Linked DNA regions of Cricetulus griseus: region 2 is linked to region 1. A link is a contact called in public Hi-C data. All regions are on one chromosome and are shown on one strand. The core of a region is the stretch at or near the end of the contact, and the rest is flanking DNA. Distances in the headings are between cores, read along the strand shown. Region 1 overlaps LOC113834516 (plectin). Region 2 holds the start of LOC113834516 (plectin).

What was found. Hi-C and Micro-C count contacts between places; a contact is called where the count stands out from the background.
Region 2: a contact with region 1 is called in a Hi-C map of liver, with 6 times the contacts expected there. The contact joins the promoter of LOC113834516 here to the enhancer-like site in region 1. A contact is called at or near these places in 6 of 8 Hi-C or Micro-C datasets (the CHK-Q cell line, the CHL-YN cell line, the CHO-K1 cell line and 2 more).

What each region holds. Positions count from the first base shown.
Region 1 is chr2:373,482,499-373,489,154 of CriGri-PICRH-1.0, forward strand. It overlaps LOC113834516 (plectin), which reads right to left. Exons shown (of 33, transcript XM_035440687.1): 3 at 6,655-6,656; 4 at 6,235-6,324; 5 at 5,324-5,401; 6 at 5,129-5,221; 7 at 3,995-4,161; 8 at 3,197-3,312; 9 at 3,015-3,121; 10 at 2,806-2,925; 11 at 2,634-2,729; 12 at 2,257-2,384; 13 at 1,886-1,979; 14 at 1,029-1,183; 15 at 639-948; 16 at 481-558; 2 more. Among named protein-coding and RNA genes, the nearest start is that of Parp10, 57 kb to the right of the region's middle. Within about 2 kb of position 1,728, at least 4 of the 6 cell types and tissues checked have open chromatin away from gene starts, as enhancers often do. A contact at or near this core is called in the CHO-K1 cell line and fibroblasts, where this site is marked.
Region 2 is chr2:373,528,577-373,535,898 of CriGri-PICRH-1.0, forward strand. It overlaps LOC113834516 (plectin), which reads right to left and starts at 3,654. Exons shown (of 33, transcript XM_035440687.1): 1 at 3,490-3,654; 2 at 2,089-2,292. The coding sequence starts at 2,287. It overlaps Parp10 (protein mono-ADP-ribosyltransferase PARP10), which reads right to left. Exons shown (of 10, transcript XM_027404194.2): 9 at 4,607-4,781; 10 at 3,928-4,523. The coding sequence ends at 4,219.

The DNA of each region.
Region 1 (6,656 bases), core at 478-2,977:
CTTGATCTTCTTTTCCTTCATTTCCAGCTCACGCATCAGGGCCTGACAAAAAGGGAAGGGGCGTCAGGGACAATTTCGGGAAGGCTGTAAATGCAATGCAAGTCCCACGCCCATCTTCACAGAGCCCTGAGGCTGAACTCAAGGGGCTCCCAACGGTGGGAGACAAAACGGGTGTGAGTGGGAAGGGCGCAGGTGGACATGGCAGCCCTGTGAAGAAAACGCTGCCTCACCGAGTAACTCTCCTTCTTGGCAGCCATGTTGGTGTTTCGGTCACTCCAATCAAAGCCCACTTCCTCTTCTTCCTTCTCATTCAGCCACATCAACTCCTTGGTAGCAGCCGCCACAAACCCGTGCAAGCTCTCCAGGGACCGGAGGCGGGCCTTGGAGGAGTTCTTTAAGTAGGAAAGAATGAGTCAGCTGACTGCTGCTGCTGCCTACCCCTCCCAGCCACCTGCAGCCCCCACCCCACCCCCCACTCACCAGCAGCTTTGCGTATTGTAGGTCTAGGCGGCCCAGACAGTCTCGGTAGGCACCCCGGGTGGCAGGGGAGAGCTGGCTCTGCAAAAGATACAAGTAGTAAGGTCTGCGGTGCCTGGGCCTGGCCCACAACCATTGCCTACCCCAAGTGTACGGCTTACCTCATCATTCCGTGCCCGCTCGATCTTGGCGCGAAACTCCTCAATAGACTGATGCATGCCTCGGTGGCTGCCCAGCTGTGCCTCCACACTAGGCAAATCCACACCCCACTCAGCACTGTCTATTCGACGCTGGTTCTCCTCTACCCATGCCAGCAGGTCTTGCAGGTAGCGTAGTGTAGAGTCCTCTAGCTCTGGGCGCCTCTGTGTAGTCTGCAGGGTCACTTGGGTCACAGGGGCAGCCACTCCTGCCTTCAGCCGGAGGTTGTACTCAGTGCGGATGGCTACCAGGCGCTCATGCAGACGATACACCCTGAGAGGGCACCAGAGTTGGGAAGAGGGTCAGATGGATCTCAGGCCTCCTAACCCACCCTTCCCAGGTATGGTGCCTACCTCCGGTACATCTGTTCACCCTGTGGATGGCGCCCATCTTTAAGGGTCTGCACATCATTGAACAACAGCCGGATCATACCATCAGCCTTATCCAGGTCTCGCTCCACTTCCCCGGCCCGCTGAGCCACCTTGCCTGAGGCCAGCAGCCGAATATCCTGAAAGATGATCCTGTGTGACTTGGTCTGGCTGACTCTCCTACTCACTGCCTACAGTTCTCAACCAAGGCTGCCCCTTCACCGGCTTCCCCAGCCTAAGATCAAGGTCCTGTCTGGCTCACAGCCTTGGAATCCCCGTTCTTTCCTTCCCTTCCTGGCAATCCCACATATCTTACTAGCATGCTTCTAGACAAATCTGTATCAGTTCTCTGGGGAATCGGGATCCATCCAAAAGATTCCCACTAGGTCCAAGGACAGAGACTGCCACAGCTTTGTACACAGAGTCCCTCCGTCATCTACCACACAACCTCTCCCACCCAGGCCCACACAGCCCTGGGCCTTCTGGGCCCCAGGGCACTTATCCAACAATGAGGCTGGGGTCTCCCCACTTCCCATTTCCAGAAGAGGGAGGGGGTGAAGGAAAGAGGGCCACTCTGGAATGAGGCAGGGAGGCAGAGTCCTGCCTAGTGGCCAGAAGTCAGCTCTGTTCATAAAAGGAGGTCAGAGTTGGCAGCAAACCAGAAGGGCCTGGATTTCCCGCCCTAGTGCCACACCCTGCGCCCATAGCCCAGCAGGCCACAGCCCTGGCTGCAGAGTAAGCAGCTCAGAGCTCCTCCTACCTCCCTCAGGCCTGGAGGGGTGCCCACCCCACCCTTACCCTGCCACCCCGCCCACTTGCCCCGCCTCTCCTCTCCCCCTCACCGACTGCAGTAGGGAGTCAGCCTGGTTCAGCTGTTCCTCACACAGCCCAGCCTCCATCTGCAGTTTGCTCACAATTCGCTGAAGACACTCCAGCCTATGAACCAGATCACCCCAAAGCCCCACAGTGAGTCACTGGGCCCACCACACTCCAGCACCATAGAGTGGCTCCCCTCTGCTCTAGCCTCACTGCCTGCCTGGGGCGTACTGTCCTGCTGGTCCCGAGCACTGGAGCTTAGTTGGATTCCCCAGCCTGGTGGGGGGGGGGGGTTTCCTCCTCAGGCAATGACTCACCCTGGGGTGGTTCCCCTGCCACCGCAGGGCCCCACCCGCCTGCTGCCTCCCACACTGCCACCACCCTCCACATGGCCCACCTCTCAAACTCGCTCCGGAGTTGCTTCTCCCGCTCCAGGATGGCCACATGCAGCTTGCCCCATTCCTTTTCCACATCTAGCGGGTGGTAGCCAGGAGGAATCTTGAGCTGGCCTGCTTGTACTGCCCCCTGTGAACAGGGACAAGCTCAGGCCTGAACTGGACACAAGGACTCCCGGATGCTCATCTCCTCCACAACCTGGTACAACTTTGGTCCCTAAGCACTAGGCAAGGTCAAGCTATACTTGAGAGACATCGACTCTGGGGCTCATGGAGACCTCAATTTATCTACCCAGGGAATATCTGGCCCTCATACCCCCAGGTAGCCCAAAAAACAGTAGACACCCCACTCACTTCCCGTAGGAGGGCCTAACTTTACCTCCAAAGACTGATAGATGCCTTTGGACCGGTTCTTGTCTGCCTCCTTGGCCGGGAGCTCTGTCTCCTTGAACTTCAAAAACTGGCACCACAGGATCTATGGAGACACGGGGTGTCAGCCGCTCGCTACACCAAGACAACCCAAGGATACCAGCCCAAGTAAGCAGACCCACCTCAATCTCCTCAAAGCTGGAGGGGAACTTGCGCTCCTCAAAGGCAGCTGTATGATGCCGGATCCACTGCAGAAGCAGCAACACAAGCTCCCGGTACTCCTGCCAGCGAAGCTGCAGCTCCTATGAGCAAAGGAGTGAGCAAGCAGCCATCAGGGTCTTGGGTTCTAGGCTGAGGCCCACCTTTCACCCATCGTGGGCGACCCACTCACATTGGCTCTCACCCCATCCTGTGCGCCAGGCACACGGGGCATGGCATCATACAGGGATGAAACATAGGTGATGATAGACTTCTCATCAGGCTGAGGGACATCCACATCTGTAGAGGAAGCCTGGTTCAGTGGGGCTCAAGCAGCAAGGGTGAAGATGGGGCCAGCCAGTGAGTAGTTCATACCTTCTGGGTCCAGTAGCCTTGTAACTCCCAGGTCCCGCTCTGCCACCGAGAAAGCCTGGTCTAGGTTCTCCAGATTGGTCTGACGATAGACTTTGTTCATATCGATGAGCATGGGCCTGCAGGCAAGTGGGGATGGGAGGCGGGGGCAGAGACACCCACTGAGCAGGGCTATATAGACACATTCCTTCAGACATCCTAGCAAACAGAGCCCGGCCCCATACCCTCCTAAAGACATACTACCCACTTCACTAACATCTCCAATCCTGCCATGGGGAAGTTGAATTTTTGTTTGGGGTTGGAGGGTTGTTCTGGTTTTGAGGCAGGGGTCTCAATGGGTAATCCTGGATGACTGGCCTGTAACTCCTATGTAGACCAGATTCGCAGATCTATCTGCCTCTGTGTCTGCTGCCAGAGTGCTGGGATTAAAGGCATATGCCAGCAATGGGGCCCAAGGAGCCTATGGTGGGCACCAGCACAGGAGCAGTGCACTGGCTAGATAGCACCGACTATCTAGCTCCTACAGTCCCCTTGCCCGTCAGGTTCCTTCTCAGGGTTCATGTGGGCATGACCAGCCTGTATAAGCAGAGGTGCTTCTGAAGGGCCCCGTAGGAGACAGCAGGGCCCTGCTCCAGGCACCTCCCAGAGGAAACTGCAGGAATTCAATACACGCTGCAGGCACCAGGCTCCAACAGTGGAAGATAATTCCTCCTGCTGCCTCTCTGCCCTGACTTGTTTTGAAGTCACCAGGCTGAAGGGCTCCCAACCTCTAGCCTTCTTCTGTTCCATGGAAACACATACTTGTGCCGGTGGATGATAGCATTGAAGAGACGGCCATCACGCCAACTGGTGGTAAAGTTGTCACAACGCAGGCCTTGGTAGCCCTCTACCATACGCTGTGACCAGAGCAGCAGCTTTTCCTTTGCAGTCATGTCCTCCGACTGCCCGCTCACCTGAATGTCTGAGATCTATCACACACAGCAAAGGCAAGAGCTCATTCCTGGCCACCTGACCTGCCTGACCACCCACACCACCAGATGCCTTGGCTACCTGCATGAAAGCAGAGTGGCTTAGCATGCAACTGTAATACCCAGGGCTCCCAGGGACACACTGGGGTTCCTGGAGTTAAAGCCTATCACACTTATCTCAAGACCAGGCCACTCCAGGCGGCAGCTTCCACAGAAGACAACAGAGTCCCTAACTTCTACTGTCAAATGATTGGTGTTTTGGGCTCCCCTTAGCTGGGGGAAGCTGGGGTATATCCTGAACCCCCACACACACAATGAGGCTGGCATGCAACACAGCTGATGGGCAATGGACACAAGAAGGACAACCCTCAAAGTTGGTTCATCTGTTGGAGGTGAAGGGGCAGGTCAAGGCCCCTCTCTAGTTGCAGGCACAGGTAGAGGGAGTAGTCTCTGGGAAATGGACACAATGTATGGGGCTGGCATGTCTAAGTGCAATGGCCAGTCTGGGTCTCCCAGCCTGCTTGCTGTCAGTACTCGTGCCAGCTGTCCCTAGCTGTGTGTCTGTTGGCCAGCCCATGTGACTCAGCTACCATGCCAGTCTGGCTTTTAGGCCCAAGATCTTAGATTTGCGGCTTCCTGTGAGGCTAGCACAGGCAATAGATGAGTCACCCAGGACATCCCTGCAGCTCCAGAAACTTCTCTAGGCAGCCAGCAGAAAATGCATTCCTCTACAAGGAGGTTCAACCAGCCCTATCTAGCCAGGGCCTGAGGGCACAGGATAGGCAGGTCTTGGAGAAAGGATTACGCCCTGGAGCCACAGAGCTAGCAAGCATATGTTCAGACTGGCAGGAAGGCTCAAAGGCACCACCTCCCATGCCACACCCTAGCCAGAAATAGGGCCAGCCAACTAGCCATGGAAGCCACCAAAATCCTAGGGGAAGGTGGATGGTACAGGGTGGCCACCTACCTGGAAGTGCAGAATGATGGTCCAGATCAGGCCAAGGGTCAGCTTGGGGTTGCCATCAGCAATGTCATCATTTCTGATGTTCACTAACTTCACCTGAGAACAAATGGCCCAGTCATAACCCACAGAGCAGAGGGAGGTGGCCAGGTTTGGGGTGTATGATCTAGAGCCTGGGGCCAGGTAGACAGCCTTACTTACCTGGCGATGTCGGAGATAGTCCAGGGCAATCTGAACATTCTGCAGCTTGTGGAAACGCATCCTCCCCTTCTCTCGGGGCTGAGAGGAGGCAAGGCATAGTTAAGAGTCCACAAGGCAACAGTTGCTTCACGGCCCCCCACCCTTCAGTCACCCTCAAAGCAGCAGGAGGAACTAAACCAAGGGTCTTCCCCAGTGCATCAACAGCCCCTCCATGGTCCCAGGTTCACCCTCTTCAACTGGATGACCACCAGCCCAGGGGCAGGCTTGGAAAGCCAGCCACCCCTGCTGTGGGAAGGAAGGAAGGGAGTGGGGAGGAGACAATAGCCAGGAAGCCACAGGCGGAGGGCAGTGGCATTGAAGGGGGGTCCTCAGTGGTGCCCACTGCAGTTTCTGGTGAGTCTCTGGCCCAGCCCCAGGCAGACAGCAGGGAGGACAGCAGGCAGCTTGATGCACAGCCATCAGCCCGCCCAGGAGCCAGATGTGGGCCAGGCTGACTTGGCTGCTAACCCCAGGTGAGTTGGGTCGGCTCCACAGTCTTGGGAAGCCCAGGTGCCGCTATGCCAGCAGGCACAACCACTCACCAGGCGCAAACTCCTGATTACGTCCCGCTCCCTCGGCTGCCCAGCCAGAGCAGGGCAAAGGGTAAAGGGCAGAGGTCAAGATTCAGAGTCCAAGCAGCAGAGAAACCAAAGCAGAGCAGAGCATGAGGTTACTGTGTTAGAGCTCAAATGCAGAGAACAGCAGGGACCATGGTCATTCACAGGCCTGGCCTTTGGCTGTAATGCCAACACCCTGGCCAGGGGGAGCAGTTAGGGTTGGAGGAGGCTGAAGAAGGTGAGAGACCGAGATGGACACTGACTGGGTAGTAGGGAAAAGCCCCAAGGAAGGAAGGAAGGCAGGGACACACATACCAGGCTGTCCCCTGAGAGGACTTCCAGCAGGGAGATGAGGTTGTGTCCATCACGGAGGTCTTCATAAAGGTCACTGATGTGCCTCTGAGCCTGTGGAAACAGCAGGGACCAAGATGGCCACAGATGAGAATCCCCATAGCCACTCAGGCACTGGGCATGGCACTGGGTGTGAAGAAGCAGGCGCAGGAGCACACCCCTGCCCTGTGCAGGCACCTACCTCTGCCCTCCAGTGCTACAGCAGAGACCATGAGAGACCAGAAGGAAGAAGAGGAAAGAGACAAGAGTAAGTGTGGGAGGAAAGGACAGAAAATAACAGGCTTCAGACATGAAAGAGGAGCTTAGGAAGTGTGAGAACACCCTGGGGGGGTGGGGGTGGGAGAGCTGGGGAACCCTCCCAACTCACAAGCAGGCACCACTAACCT
Region 2 (7,322 bases), core at 2,404-4,903, 48 kb after region 1:
CACTGGTTTAGACTGTCGGACCCTGACAAGCCCTACTTGGTACACACAACACACCCGCCCCCACCAGGGCCCACCCCACCCACCCGTGCCTCGAGATGTCCTATTAAGGTCATAGACGCGGGGGCTCGGTGGAGAGCATCCATCTCTTCCCTGGGCCCCAAAGGCTACAGGGGGCGAACGAGGCTGGTGAAACTTGCGGCGACTGACTGGACTCTGTTGGGACAACGGTCGGGACAGCAGCTGGGGACACGGCCGGCTGTCAGGCTGGCTAACCTGGAGGGGCTCGCGCGCTCGGAGAGCGGAACAGGGGCCAGAGGCTCCGTACCTTTGTACTTCTCCCGCACCTCCTCGTAGGCCTGGATGAAGTCCTGTTCGTCGGGTGGCTGGCCAGATGTCAGCAGATCGGCCATGCCGGCGGGAGCAGAACGCAACGGGCCCGCTGCGCAAGGCCAGCCCTGGCAGCCGCTCTGCCCCCGCCGCCTCCGCGCGCGCGGCTTAAAGAGGCCTCCCCCGCCCCGCCCCGCCCCGCACCCAGGATGCCCCACGGGCGGGGCGGGGCCGGGACGGCCAGTCGGGGACCGCCCGGTAGCAGTGTCCGCTGCCCGGCGCCCCTTCGCGGGAATCCGAGCCTTGATCTCGCACAGATCCAGTTGCAAACACTTCCCTGCCCACTCGGGAACCAGATGCGGCAGACTGACAGTCTAGTCCTCCTCACCCAGAACTCAGCCCTAGGTGGTGGCCATTTCCCTAGACCCTCTGGGACTTCTCCTTAGCCCCGGGCAACTTCACCTGGGCCATCTGGTTGAGAGGCCCTTCCTGCCTGGCTCCCTCCCTCCTTTCGCTATTATTTACAAGTCTCCTCCGTAGTAACAGCGGAATATAAAAAGCCCCTAGAGCACAGGAAAACATCGCATATAAGAGAAACGGAGTACACAATTTACAAAAGAAAATACTTTAGTAATTAAGTGGGGGGGGGCTTCTATCCATCCGTCTGACACAGACCTGTCTCCCAACATTGACACACCTTCCTTTTCCCACGGACACTGCACTGTTCCTGGGAACTTTAAACACAACACGCACCATGAGCAGAAAGAGCTTCCAGAAATCAGTCCTTAGAAAATTACCAGAGAACAGAAAGACGATAGCCGGTGGGGACATGAAGGGCAGTGAAATCACCCAACCAGCAAAAGGGGGCTACTGAGGTGCCCCATCTCTACCCACACCCCCGTCTCTAAAAATCTGAAGTGTGCAGGGTATTCATGAATCCAAGTAAGAAAATAACCCCTTTTATGAAACTTTTATGGCATGGTGTGTGTGTGTGTGTGTGTGTGTGTGTGTGTGTGTGTGTGTGTGTGTGGATCATGAATAGTCTTTCATGCAGAGTGGGGAGCTGCTGCTTTGCTCTCACCATTAAAGTTCCTGGATGTTGTACCACTTCTGTGCTCCACACCTGGCCATTCCACTCTCACCCCTCCTACCTCCTGCAAGGTCCCATCCTGCCTTTCAAATACCTCATCATTTCCCAGAGGTCTCTGCTGGTGGGGCCAGTGCTCCCTTTCCCAGGACATCCCGCCCAATGGCCTCCAGCGCTAGGTGACCCATATCCCAAAAGAACAGGCTGGCTTCCAGATAACTACCCTCCAACTGCCTGCAGCCTCCCAGAGTGCCATTGGTCTTTCCCATCCTCGGACTGGCAGCTCTGGAAAGGCACAGCTGGACCCTGGCTCTCACAGATCAAGCATTTTCTACTTTTAGGTGGCAATGTGTCCCCAACCCTCCGACAGCAGCCAAAACTAGAAGAAGTTTGACCTCATGAGTCCAAGAAATTATTCCTATTGGAGATGGGCCTCTGGACCCTTTTCCCTGAGACCACTGATGCGCAGCTGCAGCAGGAAGCCAGCCCCCGGACTTCCATCCTTCTGCAGCTCCCAAGGTAGAGCCAGCAGGTGGAGCTGTGCTGCCTGTCCGCACAGCACCAGGACAGGATAAGCCTTCCCTCAGCTGCCAGTCCAGCATCTGCATGCAGTACATATAAGGTGTTCAACACCTATGCTAAGGAGGCTGGCAGACCAGACCCTTGCCCATTACCTGCAATGCGGATGACTGCTCGCTCTGCAGGATCCAAGACGCTTCCATTGCCTACAGAACCACCTCCACTTCGCCGGCTTCTCTGTGTTTTCCCAAGGTTCCAAGGCAGTGTGTCCCCCGGGCTGGGTGAGCCACTGCTTCCATTGGAACTCCCTTCAGTCACTGCCACTGGCCGTACCTCCGAGTCCTCCCCTGACATGGCCTCTTGGGGGGAGAGTAAGAGGGATTCAGTCTCGCCTGGGGCGGGGGGAGTTGATACCTTACACTGACCTACCACCTCCTTAACCTAAACATTGATACCAAACTCCTCCTAGGCTCTCTCTTGCCCACACACTGACCCTCTGGTGCTCAGCTCAGACTGGAAACCTCTCTCCCCCATTCCCATCTATCCTCACCTCCTCCAGCGCACACACACTGACCATCATTCCTGTCTCTTAGTTACCCAAACGCTGACTACTTCCCTCACCCCCATTCCCAACACAGGACACTGACTCTACCCTCCACCTGTCAAAGCAGAGAGGAAGAGGGCGCTACCTCCAAGTACACATTGATAGGGCCCTGTCACTGGGACAACTAGATCCCTTGCGTTTCAATCTTGGGTTCCCTCTCCCTTGATCCTCCAATGGGCTGGCAAGGAGGCCATCAACAAACACTGCCTGTGTGCCCCTGTTGTCCCACTCTTTAGAAAAGGACCCCCAACCCCAGGCCCTGGTCACTGCATTCTATCACCTGCCTCAGTCTTTAGGAATCCCCATCACTTTACCCCACCTCCAGTCCGCACAGTCCCACCTCTATCTCTGTGATCTCTGCAGCAACCGCCTATAAATAGCTGGAGCCGCAGCGGCGTGGGTTGCGGGAACTCGGATGCCGCAAGGCCCGGGGGAGCCCAGCAGCCGCTCTAGCAACCCACCAGCTTACTGCAGGAGCAGCCAAAGCGCACGCATACCCACGCGTGCATACGCCCCAGCTCCTTGCCCCAAGAGCACTGGCGTGCAAAGAGGTGAATGGGGCTCTGTCTCAGCAGGGTGGCGTAGCGTGGGGGCACAATGTGGGCTCTGTGCCTCCACCCTCAGGCCAAGGGCTGGGAAAGAGTCAGCGGTCCTCGAGATGGTGCCTCTCCCGACCCCGCTGCACCGCGGGGGCCCTCGGTAGGCTGTCTCTGCTCCAGCCCCCAGCCGAGCCTGCCTTCACAGCAGCCTTTTCTACTCAAGCACCTCCGGTCCAGTTCCGCAATTTCCTGATCCCTGGAGGTGTTGTTCTCTGCATAGAGCAAGAGAGGCTGCGAGGCAGCACCTAGTTCCGGGTGGTCTGAGCCCACCCCACCCCACCCTACACGCGTCCCCCAAACTCTCGAGCCAATCCATACCCTCCCAGATCTACGCTCCTGGTGGTTCCGCTTGCCTTCTCTCAGCCGCTGCAGCCAGACTCCTGGGGCCAGGAGAACCGCGGAGGCAGCGCAGGCGGGGCGAACTCAGAGCCCCGCCCCGGTCCCACCGAGAACTGCGCTGCCTGGGCACCTCCAGGAGCTAGCAAACGATTTACGCGTGACCCAGCTACGTGCCAGGAGTCTTCATCCGGGAAGTGGCAGATCTGGAGCCCACGATATGTCTAGATCCAGGCGGCACCCACTGAGTGCGCACACCTTGGCCGACCGGGACGAGACCGAGATGCTGCTGGCGAGCGTGAGGTCGTAGGAGTGCACCGGAGTCTAGATGCCTGGGTTCAGGGCCCACCGCCGCCCCCACCCTTTCCTTGAACAGCTGACCCGGCCCTTAGCCACATGGGTGGCTCCCACTCCCCAAACAGGTCGGATTCGGAGTTCCAGCCAGTCCTTCTATCTAACTGGTTTCAAGTACACGTTTATTCAAAGACAGAGCCACGCTAGGGCGCGGTCCAACCAACACGGGCGTGCCTGGCAATGCACCCTCCGGCCGTGTTCTACTGACCCCTGGCGGTCGAGCAGGCCAAGGAACCGGTTAGGTCTGGCCCTCCCTAGTCCAGTTATCCTGGCTTTCCAGCCAGCAGCAAGGAGCGCCCCGAGGGGAAGCCCTGACGCTTAGTTAGGGAATCAGAAGTTGTCCTCTTAGGTCAAATGTCCAGGAAAAAAGATTCAAGAGACCAAGGCAGTTATCAGGGGGTATCCCGGGATATGTTCTTGCAGGTAATTAGATGAGTGGGCAGAGCTTGGGTGTCATGAAAGATAACAAAGATTCTGGGCTGTTGGAGGCAGTCCACGGCGCTGTCGTAGCGAAGGACCTGACCCGAGGCCCTCAGAGGGGGCGCCTTCAGACCGCGGGCGCCTTGTCCATAGTCACCGGTCAGCACCCGTGCCACAAACACTGCCTTGTGGCCTTCTGTGTTGGGAGGCGAGTAGCGATCCAGTACCGACAGGGAAGCACGCTTGGCGAAGTACACGCCCTGTCCGTAGAGTGTGCCTACAGGACAGGACAGGTGAGACAACAAGGTGAGGGTCACCAGTGTCGACATGGCCTGTGTCCCTGCCCTACACAGGCCTTACCGTTTCTGCCACAAAAGCTTCGGTTGAATCCGTGTGCGCAGATGTCAAGCACTGCAGACTCCGATGTGCCGTGGTAGAGGACCTGCTCCACGGGGCGTTGCTGGCAGCATTGCATCAGGCGCTCCCGATGCAGCTGGTACTGTTGCTGCAGCAGTGGGTGTGACACTCGTTCCACCTGCCAAGTGCACGGTAGTTGGGGTGAGGTATTGGGAATCTATCCCTACACTGGCCAGAAAAAGAGCAGAACTCAACTCTCTGGTGAAAGGAAGAGTTTGGGATTTGAACGAAAACTTAAAGGCCCTCATCATGCTATGTCCAGAGGAATACACTAACCACCTCTATGGGACAAGTTGGAGAGTTGACTTCCAGGAAAGGCCCTTTAGGGATGTCTGACTCCTCTAAGAAACTCTGCAGGTGGGTAGACTCCACCCACTCTCACCTAAACTTAGGACCAACAATCAGGTTCAGCAGTCGAAATCCCAGCCAGGAGCTTATATTGCCTTTCAGTGCTGTTAAGACTCAGACAGTAGCCAGCATTGGTGGTGCACACCTTTAATTCCAGCACTAGGGAGGCACAGGCAGGTGGATCTTTGTGAGTTAGAGGCCAGCCTGGTCTACAGATTGAGTTCTAGGACAGGCTCTAAGGCTACACAGAGAAACCCTGTCTTGAAAAAAACCAAACAACAACAACAACAAACCTCAAACAGTAGAGGAGAGGCCTCAGCCAACCAACTCAACTTCAGTCCAGAAGGAACAAACTCAGGGTTTCAAACAGAGCTTTTAAAGAAATTCTAAATAGCCTTTGGAGGAAGAATGCAGATGAGTACAAACAACATCCACAAAACAAAATGAGCTGTTCTGAAAAGGGGTCTAAATATTAGAAACAGAACGTTGCAGATGAGATTGCCAGGCTGGGGACAGTGCAGGGGCAGAGTGCTTGCTGAGCAAGTGGACTGGATCCCCAGGATAAGAAAGGAAAGGGAGGGGGGAACTGAGGGAGGGATGGAGGGAGGAAGGGGGAAGAAAAAGAAGACAAGGAGGAGGAAAGGGTTGCAGAGATAACTGTGAGTGGGCTAGATAATGAAATGGCTAAAGCTAAAGATTTAACTACATGGTACTCTAGATGGATTTAAGGAACTGGTGCTGAGAACAGAGCTAAAAGAAAAGAGAAAGGAACCATAAGAAGACAGGCGAGAGCACAAAGCAGCAGGAGGGCTAAGCTCTGGCTTCAAAATAACTCCATAAGCCAAGAGACACAGGTGGCACACCTGGGGACATAGTGGAAGATGCTTCCCTGAGCTGGAGGCCATGTCACCAGATGGAGAGAACCATGAAGTGCCAAGGACACTGGGAAAGATATGCCCCTGTCACCTAACAGATGACCATAATGCTTGAAGTGAAGAAACTTTGCAAATATATACATATACACCAAAGTCAGTATACAAATACAAATGGGGAATCCCACACTGGGTTTCTCAACTCCAATACTGATGTTACTAAATCATCAAGCATGGGGCTGGAGAGATAGCTCAGCAGTTAAGAGTGGATACTGCTCTTGCAGAGGACCCAAGTTTGAGTCTCATCACCCATATCAGAAGGCTCACAACAGCCTGAGGCTCCAGCTCCAGAGGGAATCAAAGACCTCCATAGTCACCTGCAGTCAAGTACACATAATCCCCCCACCACGAAAGACACAATTTCTTTTTAATCTTTCCAAAACACACACACACAAAAAAAACCAAAAACAAAAACAAAACAAATCAGGCCAAGAGATGGCTCAGTAGTTAAGAGCACTGGCTGCTCTTCCTGAGGTCCTCAGTTCAATTCCCAGCAACCACACGGTGGCTCACAACCACCTATAATAGGATATGGTGGCCTATTCTGGCCGACAGGCATACATGCAGAGCACTCATACATAAAATATTTTTAAAAATAAAAATAAAGCCACAGAGAAACCCTGTCTTGAAAAACCAAAATAAATAAATAAATAAATAAAAATAAAGCAATTATACTAACTTTTGTGGGGGAGCTGTAAGATGACCCAGCAGGTAAAGACCCTTACTGTGTGAGCCTAGGACCTGAATTCAGGCCCCAGAACCCACCCACATAAAGATGGAAGGAGAGCAGTGTCTTCAAATACCTGGTCAGAATATACATATTTTGAATCTAAACATTATATCCCAGAGCCAAGATAATAATGAAGACAAATAAGCGCATATTAGCAAATGAAAGACCATAGAAAGTTTACATTTATATCAAATTACAGGCAAGTATGGCTCACACATTTAATTCAAATACTTGTTTTTTTCTTTTTCTTTGGAGGCTGTCCTGGAACTAGCTCTTGTAGACCAGGCTGGTCTCCAACTCACAGTGATCCACCTGCCTCTGCCTCCCAAGTGCTGGGATTAAAGGCGTGCGCCACCACCGCCCGGCTAATACTTGGTTTTTTCAAGTCAGGGTTTCTCTGTGTAGCTCCAGCTGTCCTGAAACTCACTCTGCAGACCAGGTTCACCTCAAACACAGAGATCCACCTGCCTCTGCCTCCAGAGTGCTGGGATTAAAGGTGTGTGCCATGAGGGCTGGAGAGATGGCTCAGAGGTTAAGAGCACTGACTGCTCTTCCAGGGGTCCTGAGTTCAATTCCCAGCAACCACATGGTGGCTCACAACCATCTGTTATGAGATCTGGTACCCTCTTCTGGTGTGCAGATATACATG